Regions from separate parts of the Mus musculus genome. Here regions 1, 2, 3 and 4 are each linked to region 5. A link is a contact called in public Hi-C and promoter capture Hi-C data. All regions are on one chromosome and are shown on one strand. The core of a region is the stretch at or near the end of the contact, and the rest is flanking DNA. Distances in the headings are between cores, read along the strand shown. Region 1 holds the start of Birc2 (baculoviral IAP repeat-containing 2). Region 2 holds the start of Cep126 (centrosomal protein 126). Region 3 holds the start of Yap1 (yes-associated protein 1). Region 4 holds the start of Tmem123 (transmembrane protein 123). Region 5 holds the start of Aasdhppt (aminoadipate-semialdehyde dehydrogenase-phosphopantetheinyl transferase).

The links. Promoter capture Hi-C pulls out the DNA fragments that hold promoters and counts their contacts. A called contact is a pair of places that touch in the nucleus more often than the background predicts.
Region 1: a promoter capture Hi-C map of the HPC-7 cell line shows a contact between it and region 5. The contact joins the promoter of Birc2 here to the promoter of Aasdhppt in region 5. A contact is called at or near these places in 4 of 39 promoter capture datasets (the HPC-7 cell line, erythroid cells, pre-B cells and 1 more).
Region 2: a promoter capture Hi-C map of pre-B cells shows a contact between it and region 5. The contact joins the promoter of Cep126 here to the promoter of Aasdhppt in region 5. A contact is called at or near these places in 2 of 39 promoter capture datasets (embryonic stem cells and pre-B cells).
Region 3: a contact with region 5 is called in a Hi-C map of pre-B cells, with 5 times the contacts expected there. The contact joins the promoter of Yap1 here to the promoter of Aasdhppt in region 5. A contact is called at or near these places in 3 of 39 promoter capture datasets (cranial neural crest, maxillary cranial neural crest and pre-B cells) and 1 of 484 Hi-C or Micro-C datasets (pre-B cells).
Region 4: a promoter capture Hi-C map of pre-B cells shows a contact between it and region 5. The contact joins the promoter of Tmem123 here to the promoter of Aasdhppt in region 5.

What each region holds. Positions count from the first base shown.
Region 1 is chr9:7,835,731-7,838,430 of GRCm38.p6, reverse strand. It overlaps Birc2 (baculoviral IAP repeat-containing 2), which reads left to right and starts at 1,374. Exons shown (of 8, transcript NM_007465.3): 1 at 1,374-1,441.
Region 2 is chr9:8,133,189-8,135,888 of GRCm38.p6, reverse strand. Cep126 (centrosomal protein 126) reads left to right here and starts at 1,443. Exons shown (of 11, transcript NM_001045524.2): 1 at 1,443-1,791. The coding sequence starts at 1,679.
Region 3 is chr9:8,003,163-8,005,862 of GRCm38.p6, reverse strand. Yap1 (yes-associated protein 1) reads left to right here and starts at 1,267. Exons shown (of 9, transcript NM_001171147.1): 1 at 1,267-1,748. The coding sequence starts at 1,473.
Region 4 is chr9:7,762,814-7,765,513 of GRCm38.p6, reverse strand. Tmem123 (transmembrane protein 123) reads right to left here and starts at 1,437. Exons shown (of 5, transcript NM_133739.2): 1 at 1,202-1,437. The coding sequence starts at 1,292.
Region 5 is chr9:4,308,047-4,310,809 of GRCm38.p6, reverse strand. It overlaps Aasdhppt (aminoadipate-semialdehyde dehydrogenase-phosphopantetheinyl transferase), which reads left to right and starts at 1,316. Exons shown (of 6, transcript NM_026276.3): 1 at 1,316-1,556; 2 at 1,891-2,116. The coding sequence starts at 1,374. It overlaps Kbtbd3 (kelch repeat and BTB (POZ) domain containing 3), which reads right to left and starts at 1,067. Exons shown (of 3, transcript NM_001164574.1): 1 at 876-1,067.

The DNA of each region.
Region 1 (2,700 bases), core at 125-2,624, 3.5 Mb before region 5:
CGTCTTTTCTGTGTATCAGAAACTGTCATGAATACTTTCTTTTTATTATCAGCATTTAGACCAGAAGACTGCCTGTTCTGTGACTGACCGACTTGCAGCAGAAATGACGGGAAAGAAAATGGGAAACGGTTCAGGGTCCCGGAATTCCCCTGGCAGCCTAATTTAGCGGTCTGTTTTACTTCTAAGTTTTTAAAATATTTGCCCATTTAACATGGAATTCCCCCGGAGAGAAGATCTGATTCATTCGTTAAGACCTTCAAGTCTAAAGTAAATTAAACTGTAGAAACCTCACTGGTAGTAGCCTACATTTCTAATCAGCACACTGGAGGCTGAGGTAGGATGCTAAATCCTCGGCTAGTCTGGGCCCTACAATAAAATCCTTTCTTAAACAAACAAATAAAAAAACTGCAAAACTAACCATAACAAATCATCCAAGCCAAACAGGGCCGCGGGGGTGGGGGTGGGGACATCAGAAAGTCCTACCCTGAATGCTAATGATTTTGCAGCACTTTCGGTACGGGAAAGGCAGCAGAGGGTGGGGGGTGGGGAGACAGACTGCTAGTGAACAATGAAGTCAGGGTTATTTTTCCAGTTTTAAACGTATTCTTCTACAATCTCATCACAGATATATAGTGCGCTTTAATCATACTCTCTCCCATTATACTGTTAACCCTTCAATGCCTTCCTCCAAACTAGTCCGCAGCCTTTTCCTTACTTTTTAAATTTATGGCCTGATGCGCTTAATTTGGGTCGCCTGCAAGAGCACTTTTTAAAAAAAATAATAATTTAAAAATGCATAACTACCTCCTCGCCCCAACTGGGTTTGAATTTCTAGGATTCGAGGTGAGCGCCACCATGCCGGCCTGCCAGAGGAGCCCACTTGTCAAAAATGTTAAAGCCCATCTTACAAAAAAACCAAATTATATTTAATGTACACGCACACGCGTGCATTCCGCTTTACTCAGGCGTTTCGAGGCCAGCTCACGAGCCTGAGCCGCCTTACCTATGACGCCACGTTTGCCTTAGTGCCTGTCTAGGACCCTTGCAGGGTGAGGCCGGAAAATACAGGGAGCTAGGAGGCGCGGCTCAGGGCTGCCGCCATTAAAGGTGCACTGCAGGTTAAAACACATGGCATCAAAGTCCGGAACGCCCAGCGGAGGCAGTGGGGCAAGGACGGACGCTCGGGAAAGCCTAGCCTTATTCGTCCGAGTCCCAGCGGCCCGAACGTTTAGCTTCCAAAGCCCGAGCACGCAGGCGCGAGCGCAGGCGCAGGCGCGCGCGACTGGCCCACAGCCCCACCCCGTCCTCCACGCGTTCCAACTTGCGGTGCGCGTCTGCTGACGTCACCTCAACGGCCCGCTGGCCGCAGGGGCTTTTGGGAAGGCTGCGGATCAACAATCAGGCGCCTCTGCTTCCAGGGCGCCGGGGGCCTGACTCGGTGGTGAGTGCGGCTGCCTTCGTCAGGACGGGCGAGCGTGGCTCTCGACGGCTGGGCGGGCTAGCTGACTCCTCCTTCGGCCCGGAAGGCAGTTCTCAGGGCCGCCCGACCCCCGCTCCCTGCCTAAGTCCTTGGGCTTGGACTTGTATAACAGTTTTGCTTTCTTTTCCTTTCGGTTTATTTTTTCAGTCAACCCAGGCTAGTCTCGAATTTGCGGCAATCCTCCTGCCTCCAATCGTTCTAGGTGCTGGGATTACTGGTGTGCAGCACCTCGGCTGTCTCTTCAGATTTTCTGCAGGTTTTTAAGCTTTAAGCCCGCGGCATTTAATGCCTTTAAACTAAGTTGTGCGGCAGGGGGATGACGGTTGTCACATCAGTTACTACTTGTCCCCAGTAGTCGTGTGAGAGGTTTGGTTTAACTGGGAAAGGTGTTCTCCATTCTTGTCTCTCCAAGCTACGTGTCGCCCCCCTGCAGTGGGCGTAGAGCCGTGTCGGTTGGGTGCTTGCTGGCGTTGTAACAGCTAGTGTAGTTAGGCCACACGGGTAGTGGTAGCTTTGTTCAGGCCACTGCTTTACCGGCACTTGTACTTTTTTGGTTTTGAGATGTTACCTGTGGTGGTTAGGGAATGGTTGTCCTTCACGGATTCCGTTTATGAGCTCTTCCCGGTGCCTTTATCTTGGCTAATTTAGCCCTGGCTAGTTCAAATGTTCTGTCCGGCAGGAGCGTTTCATTCCGCATCTGTCTTCCAAGTGTTGAGATTAAAATTGCAAGTATACCTCGGGAATCCTCAGGAAATATTTATATTTTAATATAATAGAAAATATCGTATATATTATTTATTTTATATTGTATTATAACTTAACATATGTTTATGTGTATAAATATATTTTATATGTACTTATATCTGTATTATATATTTCAATTAAATGTTTTAATAGAATATAAAAGTATATATAATTTTTTTCTTGTGATTAAACTTAGGGTTCTTTACCTGCAAGGCAAGTGCTCTAACATGGAGCTATATCAGTAGCCTTACAGACTACCTTTCCACTATTTATGGTGCCTTTTGTCTCCAGTGAAGTGCATATCAAAATATCTTTAAATCAGAAAACGAAAAGAGCCTGGTGGTAGTGTGGTCCTAGCACTTGGAAGGCTGAAGCAAGAGAATTCCAAAAAGTTTTAAAACCAGCTTGGGTTATATTGACTTTCTAGCCAGCCTAGTCTACAGAATAAGACCCTGTCCCTTAAAAAAAAAAAAAGT
Region 2 (2,700 bases), core at 194-2,693, 3.8 Mb before region 5:
GGAAAGTTTATTATTTGAATTGCTTTAAGTTCACAAAGTTGAATGGTGGGTGAGTGATCTTTATTTGGTTTGTACATTCTGCTAGCAATTTGGAAATTTTTATACACAAAAATAAAATGTAAATCTAACATCCAGTCAAATTTTGTGATTTTACACTGGGCTCCAACAAAAAGGCCCAGTTTTGGTCCAGATTTTCATTTATATAGCCATTAACCTAGTGGCTCAAAACTGTTTAATTTTCTATACAGAAGCCATTTCAATACACAGATCTCTTTTGGCATACCTTCCCAGGAGATTATTAAGCTAAATCTGGACTTCTTTTCAGGCCATTTTTGCTGTGATGGTCCATTTGCAGATTCTGGCAGCCAATCAAGGACCATAACGATCTTTTGAAGTGGGACAGCAGAGAGAAAATGACCTAAGTATCAAGAAATGGATGAGAGCAAGTGAGGAAAGAAAATTTCCACTTTGCAAAGCTTTTTTATCTTTCTTTTTCTCCTCTTCTCCCTCCTCTTCCTCTTCCTCCTCCTCTTCCTTTCACCTCTACAAGGGAAAGTAGTTTTGAAAAGAGTGATAATGGGAAAGGTCTCACCATCTAAAAGTTCACCACAGGATTCCATACCTAACAAATTATGCCCCAAATAATCATTTCCAGGCTGTCTGTAATATTTGCCCGTATCTAGGAATTTTCCATTCACTGTCTTTCATCTGTTAATACTCTCAAGAAAACACTCAGAAAAGGGAAGAGCCGAATCAAGCTCTAAAGTACAGTTCAGCTATGCTCTCTCACAACTGCGAGTCATCTGCCCAACTCAACTTGCCCTAACTTGCCTCAGTTTACTTCATCTCAGTTTAACCTCAATTCACCTCAGTTTACTTTAGTTAAGTCAGTATAACTCAGCTTACCTCATTTTACCTTCGTAAATGGTAACTCGCTTTAACCTCAGCTTGCATCATCTTACCTCAGTGTACCTCCACTTGTGTCAATTTCTCTCTGCTTAATTAGGTGTAATCTCAGTTTGCTTAAGCTTGATTGAGTAATTCAGTTAAACCTCAGCTCACCTCAAGTTATCTCATCACACCGCGGTGTACCTCAGTTTACCTCAGCTTCCCTCTGCTTAATTAAGTTTAAGCGCAGCTTGCCTCAGTTTACCTCATCTCATCTCAGCATACCCGTTTAATTCCGCTTGCCTCCGTTTATTTCAACTTCTGTTTACCTCAGTTTACCTTGGCTTACTTTGTCTCACCTCGGTGTGCTTCAGTGTACTTAGCTTGCTTTCCTTAGCTTGCTTCCATTTAACTTGGTTTAACCTCGGCTCGCCGCAGTTTACCTCAGCTCGCCTCGGCCGCCCCTTTGAGCGAGCCGGCCCCTCATTGGCCGCTTCCCCCTCGCAGCCCCGCCCCGCGTTCCGCCTAGTTTCCGTCGCGAAGGACGCGGCGTCGGTTGGTTGTCAAGATGGCTGCGGCGGGGTCGCGGCCGCCACCTCCGCCGTCGCCCTGCGAGGTCGCCGCCCTCGCCGCTGCCGTCGCCACTGTCGCCGGGGCCGCTGCGAAGCCAGGATTGCCGCAGCCGAGCCTGCGACGCCCGTGACGCGAGACCTGGGAGACGCACTGCCCGGAGCGCCGAGGAGAGGACGAGGGAGGCCGAGCGGCCATGCGGACGGCGCTGAGGTGAAGGATGCTGGCGGGCAGGCCCGGAGCCCAGAGCGCAGGCGCAGGCGTGGGCGCCGGACCCCCAGACGCGCCGGGCGCCCGTGACGGCGGCGGTCGGCCGCGACCCGGCGCTTACCTGTATCCTTTCCACGCCCTCCCCCTGGAGCACGCAGGCAAGGGCATGGAAACTGGCAAGTCATTTTCAGTGCGGATATTTGCTTTAGCAGTTCTCACCCCACCCCACCCCACCCCACCCCGACCTGAAGTTACACTTTTGTCTCCTACTTTGTGACCTCTTCCCCCTCCTTCCCACCCCCGCACTTCGACTTGGCTGTCAGATTTTTGTGGATTTTTAAATGCATCGGTCCTGTATTGGACGGGCGAAGATTCGCCTTTTTGAATTACAGCGTTACACCCTTTACTTACAGAGACGTCTTAGTCCTGCTCCTTAGAAAGAGAAATTGCCCGAGGCTAAAATCGTGGGCTGTTCCGTTTTACTTGTTAGCCGCACACCCTTCCCAGAGCTGGAGAACCCTAGTTCGTTCTGATCATTTTGTATCCCATCTCTGTCCACTCTGTTGTCACACAGACGAAAGGAAAAGCAGGGGGCACGAATCTTGACAATCTGGATTATTTCTGATTTTCCATGAGAAATCGTTGAATTTCAATTTGATGTTACTATTGGTAACATAAACATTGTGGAAATGTCAATACGCTTTGTTTTTTAAGTACATAAAGCGGGTTTATTCTTCCAGAGAACATTATGATAATTAGAATTTACCCTTCATAGTCTCAGAAGACTGGCTGGTGGTGATGATGTTTGCTCATGTTTTTCTCAGGAAATGGAGTCCCTTCCACCACTACCAGCCTCCCTCCACTTCCTCAGCCCTAGGTCCCACCTTCTGCTAGGATATGCTCTTAACAGTTTTAACAGCAAATCATGAGTTTTCATCAAGGGTCTCCTCTTCGGCTGACCCTCCTCTGGGCTCTAAGAATGCAGGTACGTTAGGGCTCCGTTAATGCCCAAATACTCTCTCCTCAGGAACT
Region 3 (2,700 bases), core at 18-2,517, 3.7 Mb before region 5:
AAACACGAACAGATTTTTATCATTTTTGGAGTGATTCCAGATAGGCTCCTGATAGATAAAAGACTGACACACAGAGAATCAGGGGCTAAGGTAATCTCCATTGAGGTTCATTTCTTAGTCTACCCTGCATTGTTTACCCTTGTACTAAACACAAGAGGAAAACCCACAATGCTCCATGAGGTTAAACAGTGACTTATGTTTTGAGTTGAAGTTCCCAAAGAAATGTCAAGTTTTGGTGTTAAAAAATTGACTTTTCACTTAAAAAAAAAAAAAGTTTGCTGAGCAAGGTGCCCCACATTTGTTATTTGAGCCCTTTATAGGCTGAGGTAGGGGGAGCAGAAATTTTAAGCTAGCCTCAGTTATGTAGTGAATTGGAGGAAAGCCTTAGCTACATAGGAACCTGACTCAAAACAGCAAAATAGGGTAGTCAACATGAGATGGATGGTTCAGGGTACCTGAGCTCGATTTCTGGGACCCACAACCAAGAAGAAAACAGATCCCACAAATGGTCCTCTGACCTTCACCTGTGCTCACTTGTACATAATTAGAAACACAAAAAGGAAGAAAAAGGAAGGAGAGGGAGAAAGGGGGAGCGGAAGGAAGGAAGAAAGAAAAGAAAAAAAAGAAAAAAGAAAAGAAAAAGGACGAACCTATGAACCTACAAAAACCGGGCTAGCAGAGGCCCTGGCTTGGAATCCTAGCTGTCTGTGGAAGCTGTGGCACAAAGAGTTGGAGGATATCCTTGACTACAGAGTAAAGCCTGTTTAAAACAAAATTTAAAAAGTAATACTGTTTCCTTTTGTAAGGTACTCCCAGTGCAACTCCTGGTTTCCAAGCTTCACTTTGAAATCATTTGCACCCGCCCTCAAGTGTTTTGTTGTTTCTTCTTCAAACTTGGTGGTAAATGGAATCAATGTTAAAACGCGGACCGGATTAACCTTAGTGCGGGTGAACAGTGTGGCCTTTGCATCCACCCTACCAAGCCGGTTGTCCCGATTCCTCGCGGCCTTGGCGTTGCGCGCGGGTCCGGCAGGATCTGCGCCCGCAGCCGAGCGGCTCGGGGCCGGCCGGTGGGTGCGCACGCAGCGCGGTCGCCCCCGGGTCACGTGCGGCCGGGAGTCTGCAGGAATGTAGCGACGCGCAGGGAAAGTTTCCCCGGGGGCCGCGGGCCGCGGATTCGGTGCGGGCGGGCGCGCAGAGGAAGGAAGAGCGTCGAGGAGGCGGAGCCCGCGAGGCGCGCGGGCGGGCGCTCCTCGCAACTTTTTAGTTTGGGCGTCTGGAGCCAAAGTTTCTGTCTCAGTTGGGACGCCGCCGCGGCCGGGGGCAAAGAAAGGGAGGAAGGAAGGAGCTCGCGGAGGGGAGGGGAGGAGAGGGGAGGCGGCCTCGGGCAAGGAGTGCAGGGCGATGCGGGCGCGCGTCGCAGCCCCCCGAACCTGAGCGCAGTGCCCCGAGCGTCGAACGAGGCCGCAGCCATGGAGCCCGCGCAACAGCCGCCGCCCCAGCCGGCCCCGCAAGGCCCCGCGCCGCCGTCCGTGTCTCCGGCCGGGACCCCCGCGGCCCCGCCCGCACCCCCGGCCGGCCACCAGGTCGTGCACGTCCGCGGGGACTCGGAGACCGACTTGGAGGCGCTCTTCAATGCCGTCATGAACCCCAAGACGGCCAACGTGCCTCAGACCGTGCCCATGCGGCTTCGCAAGCTGCCCGACTCCTTCTTCAAGCCGCCTGAGCCCAAGTCCCACTCGCGACAGGTAAGGGTATCCCGGGGGCGCGGGGCCGCGTGGGGGTGCGGTGCTGGGGGTTGTTTTCGCGGAGTTGGCCGCAGGGGGGGTGCACAATGCGCGCGCCTCCGCTCCGCACCTTCGCTCTGACGAGGGGGAGGGGAGGAGGGGGAGGGGGCCGGCGTCTTGTGCGGGACCCCAGCCGGGGGTACCCGATCTCCCCTTCCCGCGCCACTGCAGTCTCCGGTGGAGCTGTGTTAACTGCCCTCTTGTTTTCGCGTGCCGGTGAGGGGTGGGGGTTGAACTGGTCCATTGAGTTTCTGGTTCCTTCTCCCGGTCCCCTCCCCCTCCCTCTCCCGAAAGCTTTTCTGTTCTCGCGGCCCAGGCGCTCTCCGGATGCAGGGTTCGGGCTCCCCAGCCCGAGCGAAGCTCCCTCGACCCCCCACTCGCCTCCGCCGTGCCCTGGAACTCGCGCGGGCGGGATCCTTTCACACTCGGTGGGCTCACGTGTCCTTTTCCTAAATCGTAACCTATTATTTACTGTTCGGCCCGAAAGCTTTTAAATGAGCCACGTCTGTGTGTTGCGCAGGAGCTCGGCTGCGCTCACGGTGCAGAGGTTTCTGCGCCGGCCTTTGATAGCGCGTTGCAGGTTGACTCATAGGCCGAGTTCTGCCCGGCTCAACTGTGATTAAAGGTAATGTTTGGGAAGCAATGACTAATTCCAAGCTCGCCATTGCTCTTTAACTGACTGCGGATGTGAACATGGCTGCTTATCCGTATCCACGACGCCTGGTTATTTTCCCAACTGGATCCAGCACAGAAGTGAAACCGTTTCAAAGTATTAACATTCCGATAGGTCCTGGTAGATTTCTTTAGTGTCGCTCCCCCCGCTTTTAATTACTTAATTTTTAAAGAACTTGCTTTAGGCTAAAGCAGCACAGGAACTTTGCCCAAAACTTAATTGGTTTTCCAAACACTGCCA
Region 4 (2,700 bases), core at 188-2,687, 3.5 Mb before region 5:
GAGAGGAAAAAAATCTGTACACACAAGGCAAGCAGCTGGGTAGGATAAAGGCCTCCTCCCATAAGCAGTCTAATATTTGCTCTAAGACAGAGTCTCAACATTCTTTCCTTAACTGATCTCAGAAGTAGTCCTGCAATTCCAGTTTGTCACTGGTACAAGTCAAAAGAGCAAACATAAAACATAACCAATCGAAGTGAAGAAGCCCTGTAATCCCCGAAGTAGAGTTAGGCATATCAGAAGTTCAAGGTTATCTTCAGCCACATAGGGAGTTCAAAGCCAGTTAGGGCTTCATGGATACAAGAGATCCTGACTCTACAAAACACAGTGAAATTCAGCACAACAGAAATAGGGTTGTTTAATTCACCCAGATTATTCCAGCCAAAGCAGGTGTTGGGCCTAAATCATCTGCTTAAGTAAACTCACTGGTTATCCCTTCATAGATGAGACTGAAAAACACAACAGATGACTGAGCTGAAAATCACAAAGACTTTGGTCATTTAAAGTTTCTTATCCTAGTTTACTATTTCCCTAGCGACTGGACTCTAGTAGATGACAAGGGACAATAGAATTTTCACAAACTCAGAGTTCTTCTCAAAGTGTTCAAAACGTCAAGGTTTCGAAGAGAAACAAAATCCCCAACACAGAAGGCTGTCAACATCATCTTGTTATGACCTTAATGATGACGTCGTAGGCTCTGGACCACAGGGACCTCAAGGCTGCTGCGTATGCAGCAGTAGTGACTACAGTCCGAGCACAAGCCTCATCTGCGCAGGGGAACAAGGCGCGTACACCCAAGGTTCCCACTCAGCCGAACTGGCCCTGGAATCCAACTTGAATTCTGGGAGTACCTTCAGCAGGAAGCTGTGTGGGTAGACAATCAGACCTGTTTTTGCGGCAGTTAGCGAACAAATTTCAATCTACAGGTCTTGCTACCAGCCACAGAACTACAGTGAAGAGGACCAACTTGAGTCTTCGGCTGAAGGGCCATCCCAGGGAAACTCAGCAAGTTCTGCACACCACGCCGGCTTGCCGTCCCCAAGCAGGGGAGAGACGGAGTCTCGCTCCGCAGGTGGCCCGCGGGCGAAGAGGGAAATGAGGTTGGGGTGGGAGTCTACCGTGGACGCGTGGAACTTTCCACGCGGACGCCGAACATGGAGAGGCAGGCCGCCGCAGTGCGCTTCCTCTGCGCCTGCCAACTTACCCTGAGCGTCGGTCGGGTCCTGCGCCGCCCCTAGCAGCGCCAGCACCTGCAGCACGCCCAGCAGCAGCGCGGCCCGCGCGCACAGCGCCATTGTTCCCAGGGCCCCTGAGCGCCCGCAGCAACCGCCCGGCGCCCAGAGCTGCTCTCCGCGCACGCGACCGCTCCGCGTCCCCTTCCGCCCTTACCGCTCCCCTGCAGACGCCGCCGCCAGTCCCCCCAGTGACCAAATAGGGATAGGCCAGGCGGCCTGGGGCGGGGCCAGGGCGTGGTCGGCAAAGTCAGGAGGGGCGTGGCCCACAGGAGGCAGGGCGGGGAAGAGCTGCAGGGCCAAGAGAGGGAGTGGCTCTGAGAAAAGAGGAGAGCCGGGAGAGGGCGTGGCTTACAGAGGCGGGGCAAGGGGGACAGGCCTCAGACGGGAGGGGCGTGGCTCTCTGAACAGTACTGAGGAGCGGATAAGAGGCGGGGCTCTCGGAGGCGGATGAGGTCGTGGTTTTGGGAGTGGCGTGGTCCGGACTAAGTGCTACGACAGCTGTGGCTCTATCTCTGACTTTCAAGGGGTAGTCGTCTACCAGGACTTCCTGAAGACAGGCTTTATTTAGAAGTTTTCGGGTGGGATTGGCATGGTTGCGGCGCGGAGTAAGAGAGGGAGTCACAGACTGGATGATTGCAGCCTCTCAGAGGAGTGAAGGAAAGTCAGACTCAAAAAAGTTTCAAAGTAACCGTCATGATCTTGGTACTCCACTTGTGCCTCCTTTTTTCTACAACTGGAAAAACATGTAGAGTGGGCGGTGCAGTTTGCAGACCAGTTGGAAACTTAGCACCTATAACCTAGATCCCTGTCTTCTAGAGTTCGCTGTCCCGACTCAAAAACAGCCTGTTGTAGTCTAGTTTTTTGGCAAAATCCCTCGTAAGCCCTAGGGCCAATGCTGCATTTTGATTCCACTCAGAATTCTAAAATTATGTGTCTAGTACACATCACTCAACTAACGTGGAAGATGGACACAGCTTCCACAGGGTATTGCAGCTCTCTAACACCTGATCCAGGGCATTTCAAAGATAAGCCTAAAACTTTGTTATGAAAAATACTTTTCGACTTCCACAAAGCTTCTTTGTTATAGATGTGTGATGATCATGGATTAATTAGGCCCGTTTTCTCTACATTTACAAGACATATGAAACTGCAACCAGCCAACCTGAAAATACCAGCATCTACCACGGGCTTTAAAAAACAGCTGTGTGTTTAGGATTTGATGGTTCTATTTCTGAAGAATCTAGCCAAGTGCTTCCAGGCATGGACTAGGAAGGATCATTCTGTATTCAGAATGAATGCTTGCCCTGACTCCAGTTTTTGGAACCCAGTGCTCAGTGTGGTGATTTAAAGAGGCGGGGTATTGGAGAAGCGACTGAGCTAGAAGAACAGGGATCTCAACAGTGAAATAAGTGCCTCATGAAAGTGGCCTGAGACCAGGGGCCTTCAACAGACACCAGGTCAGTTGCTG
Region 5 (2,763 bases), core at 67-2,566:
TATTAGTGCTTGCTGTCTTTATTCATCCCCACATTGCTTACTGTAGCTTTTTCTGTGTGCTTCAGATACCTTGTCACATTATGAGGTCTTTGCAATATTCACATCTTAAATAGCACCTCACTCACTCTTTTAACAGATAAGGGGTTATATCAAGATAGCAATGTCTGTGTGTGAGTGACTCAAACTGCCATGTAGCTGCAGAAGACTCGAGGGGTGTGTAATATCACAAAAAATGTTAATGGGAATAAGTACAGATCAGACTATACCCATCTCTAGGAATACAGAACTAATGGACAGTGGTTGTGTAGATTAGATTATTGCTAGCTTTCCCAGATACTTTCTGGCCACCTTAGAAAGGTTGAATCAGCATGACACCTATCTACCATCATCCACGAAATCCACATTCATCTGCAGAGACCAACTTTTCCATGGACCCTAACTCGTCCTCGACTTTGTTCAAATGGATGTTCACAGAAGAGCACCGACATCCATCTACACAAGCAACCAAGGAAACAGAAATGCACTGGTGTGACGGCAGGAAGAACAGCATGAGGCATCAAGGTGCGCAGAACCCTTGAGGGGCACAGCAAAGCTTAGAGGGCTTGCACCACCGATTCTGTTCTCGGTTGGCCCGGGGTAGACAGGGAGGTCTGCGGAGGGCCCATTGGCAAACGAAGGGAAGGGTCACCTCCCTGCCGGCTGCCATATAGAACTCCCTGTGCAGAAGGCTCCTCGCTGCGGACCTTTCCTTTCCGGAGCGCTCACGAGATGCACCACAACCGAGAGTAGTAGGAGCCTTGCCTCCAACAGCCAGATTCAAGCCGGTCCAAGCCGGTCCAAGCCCACTCCTCCCTCAAACCGCACAGCTCACCCACCTGCAACTGCAGTCGGTGAAGTCTCCACCCAGGCCCAGCCTGTAAACTCCGGCTGCGATTGGCTTGTGCGACTGTCTCGTTAGCTCTTTCTCCAGAGTGAGCAGCTAAAACGGTTCTGAGAAACTCTGGTCCCGCCCTTTCCGAGGAGAGCGAGCTAAGCTCACAAGACGTCACGCCGTGCCGCAGAGCTCTGGGTTGACTCTGAATCTCCGCCCCAAACCGCCCTGCCGGCTTCCGTAGGAGACGTACAGGTTGGGGGCGAAGCTGCGTCAGGCCACGCCCCCACGCTCAACCCTGAACTAAAGGTGGGGGTGGGGGGGTCTGTGAAACTTCTAAGCCGGGCGTCCAGCTACTTCGCACAGACGCCTGAAAAGGGGTGGAGCCTGGTAACGTCTGTTGCGAGGTGCTGCCCCTTTGCGCAGACTCCGGAGCGACGGGGCGTGGCTACGTCAGCGTCTGCTCTACCTGGCTTGAGGATCAGCGGACCGAGCCGGTCGTATGGTGTTCCCCGCTAAGAGGCTGTGCGTGGTGCCATCCATGGAGGGCGTTCGTTGGGCATTCTCCTGCGGTACCTGGCTGCCAAGTCGAGCCGAATGGCTTCTGGCGATGCGGTCTATCCAGCCGGAGGAGAAGGAGCGCATCGGCAAGTTCGTGTTTGCCCGCGACGCCAAGGCAGCCTTGGTACTTGAGGCCTGCGACTTTTGGGAGGCGGGCCGGGCTGCGGACTCCCACGTGCGCTCGTGGCGTTGCGGTCTCGGAGCCTCCGGAGTGCGTGCGACCGTCTTCAGCCTTCGTATCCCGGAGGCCTGGGTCACTCACATCTAGTCTTCCCTTGTGAGGTTGCCTGTGGAGACCCTTACCCTAAAATTGGAGGCGGGGCCTATGGAGTAATCGTCTGTTTACTAATGAATGTGTTTATACTTTGAAACTTAGAAGCCATAAATATACTTTCTAAGCAGTGTACTTATGCGATTAGTAGATAGCAATACACACCGTGTGTTTTATGTCTGAACAGGCTGGTCGTTTGATGATAAGGAAATTAGTTGCAGAGAAATTGAATATCCCTTGGGATCATATCCGTCTGCAGAGAACTTCAAAGGGAAAGCCGGTTCTTGCGAAAGACTCGTTGAATCCATATCCCAATTTCAACTTTAACATCTCTCACCAAGGGGACTATGCAGTTCTTGCTGCAGAACCTGAGGTACAGGTTGGCATTGATATCATGAAGACTAGTTTTCCAGGTGATGGTTCACTTTTATGACATATTAAGTGTTTTATGTCTCAGATCTTAACTATTAGGCAGTTGTAAGTTTACTGGCAGTACTTAATTTACTGATAAAACATTTAACCAAAAAGGATGCATTTCCTTTAACTTTTATCTATAGAGACAGTAGATTCTATATTACTGTACCTTTTAACCCCTTTAAATTGTTAGCTACATTTTCTTTAGGTATCATCATTTTTCTAAGTATTTTTGTTTTTTTCTTGTTACAAAATAAGCGAGGCTGAATTACAAAGATGAGCTTCTTTAAGCTCATTGTTCTGAGTTCAAGGAAACCCTTGAGGACTGGGATAATAAGTTTATTAATGAAGGTGGTACCCGCTATGGCCTTGCAGTGCTCTTGTATTGGCAATTAAGCTTCAGCATGAATTTTTAAGAAGCCTTTTTGAAGCACAGCTCCAATGAAAGGACTTAATGGTATTGTTGAAGGCTTGTTCTAAAGTAACTGCTACTGTAGAGGAGTCAGGCTTATTTTTGTGAATAGTCCACATGGGTTTGTAGCTCTGGGGAAGCTTCATAGGAGCTTTTTCTGTAACTAGAAGTTAGTGGAGAGGCCATTAGACACTTAGAAAAAAGATAGATAGCACAGTTAGTGCCTATCTGGAA